Linked DNA regions of Sus scrofa: regions 1 and 2 are each linked to region 3. A link is a contact called in public Hi-C and HiChIP or PLAC-seq data. All regions are on one chromosome and are shown on one strand. Each heading gives the region's core, a stretch centred on a gene start, on an enhancer-like site or on the middle of the called end of the contact. The rest is flanking DNA. Distances are from core to core; before and after follow the strand shown.

Region 1 (3,504 bases), core at 204-2,703, 500 kb after region 3:
GTGGTTAACAAATCCAACTAGGAACCATAAGGTTGCGGGTTCAATCCCTGGCCTTGCTCAGTGGGTTAAGGATCTGGCATTGCTGTGAGCTGTGGTGTAGGTCGCAGACAAGGCTCGGATCCTGTGTTGCTGTGTCTCTGGCATAGGCCAGTGGTCACAGCTCCGATTCAACCCCTAGCCTGGGAACCTTCATGTGCTGTGGGAAGCGGCCCTAGAAAAGGCAAAAAAAAAAGAAAGAAAGAAAGAAAGAAATGGCTCTGGAGTAGCTATTCCGTAGCCTTGAGCTGATGAGATCTCTCTTGGAGCCCAGAGGAGGACAGAAGGGAGCTCAAGTTTCAGCAAAGGAGAACAAGGCCTACTGGAATAAAGAAATCCTACAGGTGAAATGGAGATGGGAATTCAGGCAGATTCAGGTGTAGTTTTACCCTGATGGGGAGGAAGGTGGCTTGGCTGGTCACTCTCCCACATATATCCTCCAGTTCATAATGTAATAATCTGTCCTGCAGGCTGCAGAGGTTAAGACCACACAGTGCAGCCCACCCCTCCTGCTATGGGCTTGACGTCTGTGTCCCCCGAATTCACAGGCTGTGATGATGTTTGCAGGTGCAGCCTTTGGGAGATGACTAGGTCATGAGGGTGCAGCCCTCATGAATGGGATTCGTGCCCTTATAAAGGGGGACCCAGAGAGTGCCCTCCCACCTTCTGCCACGTGAGGATACAGAAATCAGCCACCTATGAACCAGGAAGTGGGCTCTCAACAGAATCAGAGCTGCCAGCACCTTGACTTTGAACTTCCCAGTCCCTAGAGTAGTGAAAAATACATTTCTGTTGTTTATAAGCCACGCAGGCTACAGTAATTTTGTGCTGGTGGCCTGAATGGACGAAGACACATAACCAGCTCCAAAGCCAAACGTGAGACAGGTATACCACTCTCCTGGTTACCATGTCTGGCCATCTACCAAAAAAGTTCTCTCCAGCAATTTCCTCAATTTCCTAGCTTCTGTGCTGCCTGTCCCAGCATCCAAACTCACTCTCTGGTTCCTATTGAAACAGTAACCTGCACTAGGAAGGGGAACCCAATGGGCAGGGCCAGGGCGGAAGGAATCACTCAGCGCCCTGCAGAGTTGACCTTTAACAGGCTGTGTACGTGCAGAGTCTACTGTGAAGCCTTCACAGACTTAAGATCCACTCAGCAGACCACCTGTCCTTTCAGCCAATTCTCATCTGCTCTTTCCCTTCCCTCCTGTTTCTATCCATTAGGTACGGACCCAGGGCCCTGTCTGGGGGCCTCAGACCACTGGCAGGAACCTACCCACTGAGCAGCACTCTCTCCATCCTCCAGGCCCTGCCTGCCTTCCTGGCAGGAGCGAGGCGTGGGGCTCTCGGCCGACATCAGGGACGTCCGCTCGTCACACACTTCTTCCTCGCTGTCAGAGGCCATGAAAGTGAGCATGGCCCCTCCTCCGAAAGTGCCTGGAAAAGGAGCACAGCGGACTCTGTTCCACTTTCCTACAAGGCAAAGGCAGAGGAGGGTGAGAGGCAGCTTTAAGACCTGGACTCAGGTCCTGCCCAAACTGACCACCTAGGACACAAGTGTCAAAGGGCTGCTATAAAGCCACGGTCCCCAGGGGCCACCACAGAGGCTGTAGCAGCCTCAAGAGGGACTGGCCAGAGGAGATCCAGTCCATGGGGCAAAACTCCCAACCAAAAATGTCCTGGCCACTCCAGACTGTCAGTACACTCACTTATTGAATCAACAAACACCCGTTCAGTACCCATAATGTGCCAACACTTTTGTCCTAAAACCAATAAAAACCAGCTATCCAATGTGACAAATGATATAATCCAGGTGTTCACCAAGAGGTACTGAAGCACAAAGAAGAATTACATCTCAGAGATCAGGAAAGCTTTATAGAGACGATAACGTCATCTGATGGAGACAGACTTTCCTAGGTGGGAGGGAAGGGCAGAGGGTGTGAAGAATGTTCTAGCCAGAGCCTGGCACTGCTGGGGCTTGGGGAGAGGTGCTGTGGAGGGTCTCTGGTGCCATGTTAAGGAGATATACTTCATCCCCCAAGGACAGAGGTGACAGATCAGATCTCTGGTTACAAACATATCTGGCAGAGTTCCTGTTATGGCTCGGCAGAAAAGAACCTGCCTAGTATCCGTGAGGACATGGGTTCAATCCCTGGCCTCACACAGTGGGTTAAGGATCCAGCGTTATTGCAAGCTGTGGTGTGGGTCACAGATGCGGCTTGGATCTGGTGTTGCTGTGGCTGTGGTGTAGGCCAGCAGCTGCAGCTCCAATTTGACCCCTAGCCTGGGCACCTCCATATGCTGCAGGTGTAGCCCTAAAAAAATAAATATGTCTGGCCACTGACTAAGAAAGGGGTAAAAAGAAGAGAGGGAGACAATCATGGGAAGTGAATCAGGCTTAAGGTGGCAGCAAGATGGATGAGAGCGAGGGCAGAGAATCCAGAAACAGTGGGAGGGAGACAGTCAGGGTCAGAGGTGGGGGATGGAACAGGACAGAGTCCAGGACGGGTAAATAACGGTTAATCTGATCCAGGAACCTACTGAATGTAAATGGGCGAAAAGGGGCAGCTGCCTGGGGTGGTGGGGAGAGTGCCCCGTGTCGGGAGCAGGGGAAGGAGATGAGAGTCATGAGTTGAGAAGTGGCAGCCACGGGAGCAGTGAGCCAAGACCACGAGAAGCGAGCACGTGTGTGTGTGTGTGTGTGTGTGTGTGTGTGTTGGGGAAGTATAGCTGAGGGCAGGACTCACAGGAAAACCAAGGCTGAAGGGACTACACAGGACGGAGCCGGTCCCTGAAGACGCTGTGCTGCCCCAGTGGTGTGGTTGGAGCACCACGTGGGCGCCAGGCAGTCCCAAGCCTTCCAACCCCCAACAGGACAGCTGAGCTGCCAGCAGGGCCAGCGTCCCTGTCACTAGCCTCCCTGAACCCTGGGCCGAGCCTCAGGCCACAGGGACAGCCAGGGCTGCTCTCGGCTCCAAGTTCCTCTCCACGTCAGTTGCCCCCAGAATCGATGATTTTCAAACAGAGCAGGACGCTTCCTTCTACTGACCCGGCCAGTTCCGTTCCGCTTGGCAGGGTCTGTGACTGCTTTTTTTTTTTTTTTTTTTTTTGACAACACTGCCCTAGGCTGTGGCCTGGATCATGCCCAAGTGGACTTCAGCTCATCCCCAAGCCTGGCTCTGCTCACCTCGAGGACTCAGGCCCTTACAGAAGGCTCCCCACAGCTCCCACAGGGGTTCAGAAAGAATACGCGGAGCTCCCCTGAGTTCAGTGCTAGGAAGCAAAGTAGGTAACTGCCAGGAGGGGGTGACAGGACACTGGGCTACTTAAGACTAAACGGGGGGGACAGTCTACCAACAGTGGGGATTAGATGTCTCAGCCTCCAGGACAAAGAGGGACATGAAACTGGCCTCAGAGGTTAGGAAAGTAACCTCATCAACGGATGGTGGGATGGGGGACCTGACGGGG
Region 2 (3,550 bases), core at 197-2,696, 440 kb after region 3:
AAACCATTACCAATCTTAAAGATGCTGCTTCTGGAGTTCCCACTGTGGCTCAGCAGTAATGAACCCGACTAGTATCCATGAGGACTCAGGTTCAAACCCTGGCCTCACTCAGTGGGTTAAGGATCCAATGTTGCCATGAGCTTCAGTGTAGGTTGCAGGTGCAGCTTGGATCTGGCATTGCTGTGGCTATGGTGCAGGCCAGCAGGTGCAGCTCCAATTTGACCCCTAGCCTGGGAGCTTCCATATGCTGCAGGTGTGGTCCTAAAAAGACAAGAACAACAAAAAAAGCTGCTCCTAAGAACCACCAGCACCTCCCTTTGTCTCTTCTCTGGAGAAGGGCCCTCCTGCCAACATGACCCACCCACCCATGACAACTGGCAGGCTGGCATCAGGCATGTTCAAATCCCCAGCAACAAGTCAGGCCTGGCAGGCCCAGCCCTTCAGGCTTCTGTCACACACACCTAGGGCCCTAGTGAGCAATGATAAGTTTTCCCATAGGCTGCAGGCTCTAACCAGGAGGAGAGACTGCACAGAAGTCTCTCACCCTGCAGGAGACTGGCACCCCTCACCCAAATACAGAGTCCCAGCACCCAGACCCGCCCCTGCAGCATTCCCCATCCCATAAGGCACCTGGGAGAACCGACCTGGGCTCGGCAGCAGGGCAGAGGCTGGAAAAAGGCACATGTTTAGGCAATTAAGCCCAAACCACTCACAAGACCCCTAGTGTCTGGAGGAAGAGGACGGTCACAGGAAAGCCAACAGAGGAAAGAACCAAGAAGGGCCCCCTTTCCCAAGTTCACTCCAAACCCCACCTGTGAAAGCCAACAGCTGGCTCGGACCAAGGGAGTCAAAGTCCTGACACAAACATGGGGCCGGGGGCAGTTAGCTCCTCTGAGACAGTGCAAAGGGATCTGGGCGTGAAGAGAAATATCATCATGAGAAAGCAAGGCAGGAAAGCAGTACTGGACACCAAGAAACACAACATCAGGTCACCGGAGCTGCCCAGCATACTCCGGGGGCCTAAGGCTTGGGCACGTGACCCTCGTCCCCTCCCAGAGACAGCCCTCGGCTAAGGTGGGAACAGGGGTAGGAGACAGCCGCAGGGCGCCCACCCTGCATTCTGAGGCGCGCTCACCGCTCGGCTGCCAAAAGCCGGAGGCAAATTAAATTCGCAAAAGGGAAGCCGCGCCGTCCCTTGTGAAAGATGCAAGAAGGGCCCAAGCGGGTGGTGAGCCCAGCTCTGGCCACAAGCAGACAGCACTCAGGGCACGCGGAGAGCTGCAGCCTTACCCTGCTGCAGGAAGCTAGGATCCGAAGTCACCTTCGCGCCGCCTCCGCGCACTCGGCGCAGCGCTGGCTCCCCGCACGCGCTCCGGATCTGTTTACCAACTCGCCCGCGCCCGGAGACCCAGCACCCGCAGCCCCGCCCGCGGGCCGCTCCCATTGGCTGCGCCGCGGCCACCGGCCCAGCGCCGCCCAGCAAGGGGCAGCGTGCTCGGCCCGTGCGCTCGACCTGTGGCCAATCGGAACAGAGGGCGGAGAGAGAGGAGCCAATGGGAGACCACCCCAGCGCGCAGGGCCCCGCCCCGTCGTCCCTCCTCGCTGCCCTTTCCCCTACTTGGGAAAGCGGGGCGTTCTGGGCTTGGAGGCCTGGCGCGCGTGCGCCCAAACAATTCCCCCCCCCCCCCCCGCTCCGCGCCCGCCTCGGACCAGGCGGAGGGCGCAGGCGCGGTGACCGGCAGTTGGCTGCTACGTCCCAGACGATGCTCCCCGGGCCTCTGAGCGGGCCTGGAGGGGAGGCAGTGGAAGGAGCAGAGGCAACCGCAGCGGGCCCGCCCCGTGCTCGCCTTATGTAACGAGGACCCCTGTCCCAGTTCCCGCTGAAGGGGGAAGAGCTGTGGGCAGCCTGGGTGCACGTCTGAATCGGCGCTCCGGCTCCACCCACTTGTCGCATTTCGCCGCGGGTCCCTCTTTTGGCTTTGCGGGCAACTGCACGCGCGCGCCGCTGGTGGCCCCGGTCGGGTCGCCCGAGGAGTAGGTCCGGAGCGTGCAGCGTCGTTTGCTCCTGTTAGCGAGAGTCTCCTCGGGAAGGCCCGACCCTCCCCTGAGCCGGGCGACAGGCCAGCACGTGGAAGGCGCGGAAGCGGGCCCGGCGGCGGCTGGCGGCCAGCCGGCTTGGTTGAGGGGTCCTCAGGAGTGAGAAACAGCCGACACAGAGCTGTCCCAAGAGAAAGTGCTTCCTCCAGAACCAAGTGGCCCCAGGTCTCCAAGTCACCCAGAGGTGCAGATTTGAGCCCCGATGGTGTGACAGTTTCCATTCCCCGGTCTGCAGCTCTGTCCTAGGTTATTGGTGGAGCTTGTGAGGAAAAGAGAAATAACAATTCAGTGACTTTCATATAAATATTTATATTCATGCCGAAAAGTTGTCCTTTATTCTGAGACTATTTTGAGGAGTTCACATTTACCATTTTTGAAACATGTTTAATATTACTGCTTAGAAAAATCAAAAGCATTTCGGAGTAGCCATCCTGACTCAGCGGTTAACCAACCCGACTAGTACCTATGAGGATGCAGGCTCCATCCCTGGCCTCTCTCAGTGGATTAGGGATGCGTGTTGCCCTGAACTGTGGTGTAGGTCGCAGTCATATCTCAGATTTGGCCTTGCTGTGGCTGTGGTGTAGGCCAGCAGCCACAGCTCCAATTTGACTCCTAGCCTGGCAACTTCCATATGCTGCGAGTGCAGCCCTAAAAGGACCACAAAAAAAAAAAAATTTTTTTTTTGAAAGCATTTGCATGCTGATGCCTGAAATGGGAGGAGGGGGAATCCAGACGTGAACTGACCTTCACCTTTCCTCATGAACGCTGGAGCCCGTCGTCCCCTACATGGGACCTGAGATGAGGTTCTGCAGCATGGGCCGGTGGGTGGCAGCCCTCTGCTTACCCCTGGGCCGGACCTTGGCCCTGCAGGATATCTCTGTGGAACATTCACTTATTCGCTCCATAGTCCAAATTCTGCCCCTTCCCTCCATCTTCTCCACATTACATACAACGCCCATTTTTGAGAATTAGAGAGTTTTTGACAAACCAAGGAACTGCCCCCAAACATTACAGGGCTAAGGAATGGGCATTTGCCTTGAGTAGGCCACTGGCTCCAGCCCCCTGGGTTAGGCGGTCAAGGAGTGTCCATTGCTCCGTCCTTTGCTAACTGTCCCCTGAACTGCCTGTGTTCATCCAAGCCCTGTGAGCCATGTGACTCCACCACTGCCCATAGGATATTGGAGTCCCTGGTTCATCCCTTCCTGTAATTTACAAACTCTACCCCCTCAGACTACACTTGGAATGAAGTGTGATTTTCATCACTTCCGGCTGCTGCGGATGGCAATGGAGAAAGGGTGCCGAGCGTTAGTGGGGAGGGGTATTAGTGGCATGGTTGCCTTCCATGCCAGTTCAGTCTTGCTCCACCAGCAAGCCCAGGGTTAGCTTTGCTCTAAAATGCCTGAAAAATAGTATAACTCACTACCATAAACATTGCTTTTCCTTCAGAGGCCAT
Region 3 (3,187 bases), core at 352-2,851:
CGTTTTGTTCCCTCTTATATCAAAATATGTCTATCTCAAAACTGCTGTATTAACAATCTTTTAAAAATGTTTTTTAAATAATTATTGCCATCTTGCGAATTACTGCCTGCTGTGGTAGTAGGTTATTGAAAAATTAGGATCAAAAATTACGGTGCAGGGAGAGCGTAGCCTTCCCTTAGCACTTAACACACTTAAGAGTATCCCTCAAACATTAACTTGACCGGGCTTGTCATCCCTAGTCAAATCCTCCAAAATAAGTAAACCTACCCTAATTTCTTCTCTCCTCACACATATAGTCGATGAAAGCTCCTAACAGAAAATTCTTAACATCTACTGGCACTTTAGAATATTCTAAGAATAAACTGAAGCTGAGAGTTTCCAAGAGACCCACAATTTATCCTAAAGGACTCAGGTTCTTATCAAATATTTTCTCAAACTGCCTCTTAGAAAAAAGATAATAACGGCTAGTTTGAACCACGTTGGCTTTGAGAACAAATTAACCTCCCCACGGCCCCCAAACAGTCAGGGGTAACTAAAAAATAATCGCCCTCAAGTTTCCAGGTGGGGACAAGCACGGCAAACGAATACCCACTCCAAGATGTACAATGATTTAAATCTCCTGTATCTGACCGATTCACTGCACTTTTCAAATCACGAGTCATAACTTCTTCCCCGCCCCAGACTCACCCGAGCCAGGCCCGGGAGCATGTGGAGCAGACACCAACGTAAGACAGACTGAGAGTACCAGCCGGTTCCGCCAGGGGAAGGCCGGCCAAGGTCTCAACCGCCCCGGAGGGCAGGAGGGAAAAGGGGTCGCAGTCCAGGACCGCCTGGGAAACATGAGGACAAGGCTGTAGGCGCGCTAGGAGCGGGGTGTAGACCCCGAGGCGCCTCTCCGTCGCCATGTGCCGCCGCTCCGCCGAGAAGGAGGTTATATAACCAACGCTCGGAGCTCTGGAGCGCGCCGCACCCGCCAACGACCGCATTCGCCCCCTCGAGCCCGCTCCACGAGCCAGGCAGCTCCGCAGCCCAGCCCCTGTGGCTCGCTGGGCGGCCACAAGCCCGGCCTAGGCCCGGCGCGGGGAGGGGAGGGCCCGCGGACAGGCGCGGCGGGAGAAGCCCGGCCGCTGCTCGCGGCCCAGGCCGCGCCGACCCGCCCTCCGCGCGCCGGCCCAACCCCCGCCTTCCCTTCCCCCTACCTAAGAACGGCGGGTGACCGAGCCGCCGCTGCTGCCGAGTCCAGGGGGCGCGAGGCGAGGCGCGAGCTCCTCCCGCGCGGGTCCGTCACAGCATCTCCCGGGAGACACGGCCGCCGCCGGCAGGGCGCACGCACCTCCGCCCCACGGAAGTTGCCTCTCGGCTCGCGGGCCTCCGCCTGCGACCTCCCCGGCCACCTCAGATCCACACCCCCCGCGAGCGCCTTCGCGGGCTGCTGGGGCGGCCGACTGCTCAGCGACAAAAACGCAGCAGCTGCCTGCGCTGCGGTTCCGGGTCTTCACCCACGCGACTCTACCTCCTCCGCTCCGGCTGCGCCGGCCCGGCTTTGCGCATTAGCCCCGGCAGGCAGACCGAGTTCCACACGCCCGGGAGGGGAGGGGAGGGGAGGGGAGGGGACGGGAGGGGAAGGGAGGGGTGGAGCGGAGAGGGGCGGGGGAGGGCGGAGAGAGGTGGGAAAAGGAAGGGAGATCGCGGCGCGGAGCCCGAATTCTCGCGAGTGTTCGACCTTGGGCGCCAGCTCTGCGGGAATTTTCAAACTCCATGAAATGAGGTTGGGGGAGGGAAGAGGAGGAAAGGGAAGCCGGTCGGGAAGGGCAAGTCATTTACATAAAATGGGATCTCTCCGCCTCCCAAAGCCGAGAGGGGAAGAAAAGACTACAAATCCCATAATGCCTTGCGCGTAAACTTCTCTGGCCACCTAACCCGGGGAGCCGCGCGGAGTCGAGAGTGGTAGTCTTTATCCGGAGTGGTAGTCTTTATCTGGAGCAGCGGCGGGCTCCCTATTGCTAGGGTGTCTTCTGTGGCGGGAGAGTCGTGGTGTTATCATCTGGCGCTGTTTGCTGGCGGCCAAGTGATAATCTTTGCATTTGGCGTTTTTCGTTCTCCCGCTCGGGCTTTCCCTGCGAAAGTGGGCACCTGGCTTATCGGGAAACACTTCTTTTCCCCTCCTGTAGATATTTTTGAATATCCGAGCGTGCTTTTGTGGCCAAAGGTGTTCTCGATGCCTAGTCTAATCTTTTACCCCAAATTTTATCTAAAATTTTACCCCAAATCAGTCTTGCATGTTTGGTTACCCTGGGGTTTCATTGTGGAATTTCTTTTATTTGTTATTAGTATCTTTGAAGTTAGTCCCAGCACCCAACACTTTTCAAATAAACTTCTTCAAACAGAAACTACTCCGCAGTCAGATGTGCTAATTCAAGTCCTTGCCTCCCTCCCATTCTACACTTCCTTTCTTTGTTCCCAATTTATTCTCAGTTCATGGGTGCTGTACTTAGTAGTCTGAAGACAGTGAGTTCTCAACTCAGGTGTGCTGCTAATGAGCTGTGTGACTTAAGGAAAATCAAATAACCTCTCTGGACTTCAGTTGTCAGATCTGTAGAGTAAGGATGACTGGATTAGAGGTTCAACAGATTTATTAGACATATGTTAACTTTAAGGGCCCTGCCAGTTGTAAAATTTTAAAATCTGTCTCATCATACTTATCCGTATTAAATGACTTTCTGAAATGATCTCTCAAATTTTAATCTTTCTTTCCATCATTACTGACAGAATGCTGGTATGCTTTCTGTACGACTTTCTAGATTATCTGGACCTGTACTACAGTATTTCCCTACATAGTTCCCAAGAATCTTTTCTTCACTTTCCTCCAAACAGGATTTTATGTTTCAGTATCTCCCACTGAAAATGGTCCAGCTAAGTCTCTTTTTTCTTACAAATCTTCCCTTCAACTTCAGTCCACTTTAATTACTTAGAACTTGCACTGAAAATATGCTATGTGTATTATTTTATATGTTTCCCCTTTTGCCTCTGACCCCCCTCCATCCACCCACCACCCACATCTCAACTATACCAAGAGGAAACTTTATACTTTTTTTAACACATTAAAAAAAGCATTATACTTTGTTAATGCTTCCTTCATATTTGCTAGGGTTTTTTTTTTTTTTTTTTACTTTCAACTGCTCTGTAA

What was found. A called contact is a pair of places that touch in the nucleus more often than the background predicts. HiChIP or PLAC-seq counts read pairs in DNA pulled down with a chosen protein or histone mark.
Region 1: an H3K27ac HiChIP or PLAC-seq map of alveolar macrophages shows a contact between it and region 3. The contact joins the promoter of PSEN2 here to the promoter of AHCTF1 in region 3. A contact is called at or near these places in 3 of 5 promoter capture datasets (fetal liver, fetal skeletal muscle and liver), 1 of 47 Hi-C or Micro-C datasets (liver) and 2 of 2 datasets of contacts at active chromatin or transcription factors (alveolar macrophages and skeletal muscle).
Region 2: a contact with region 3 is called in a Hi-C map of liver, with 2.9 times the contacts expected there. The contact joins the promoter of COQ8A here to the promoter of AHCTF1 in region 3. A contact is called at or near these places in 2 of 5 promoter capture datasets (fetal skeletal muscle and liver), 2 of 47 Hi-C or Micro-C datasets (liver and skeletal muscle) and 1 of 2 datasets of contacts at active chromatin or transcription factors (alveolar macrophages).

Annotation. Positions count from the first base shown.
Region 1 is chr10:14,542,621-14,546,124 of Sscrofa11.1, reverse strand. It overlaps PSEN2 (presenilin 2), which reads right to left and starts at 1,453. Exons shown (of 10, transcript NM_001078666.1): 1 at 1,313-1,453. The coding sequence starts at 1,453. It overlaps LOC100510923 (a long non-coding RNA gene), which reads left to right. Exons shown (of 4, transcript XR_305804.3): 4 at 1,261-1,841.
Region 2 is chr10:14,595,133-14,598,682 of Sscrofa11.1, reverse strand. It overlaps COQ8A (atypical kinase COQ8A, mitochondrial), which reads right to left and starts at 1,446. Exons shown (of 15, transcript XM_021064416.1): 1 at 1,291-1,446.
Region 3 is chr10:15,040,582-15,043,768 of Sscrofa11.1, reverse strand. AHCTF1 (protein ELYS) reads right to left here and starts at 1,601. Exons shown (of 37, transcript XM_021064442.1): 1 at 1,200-1,601.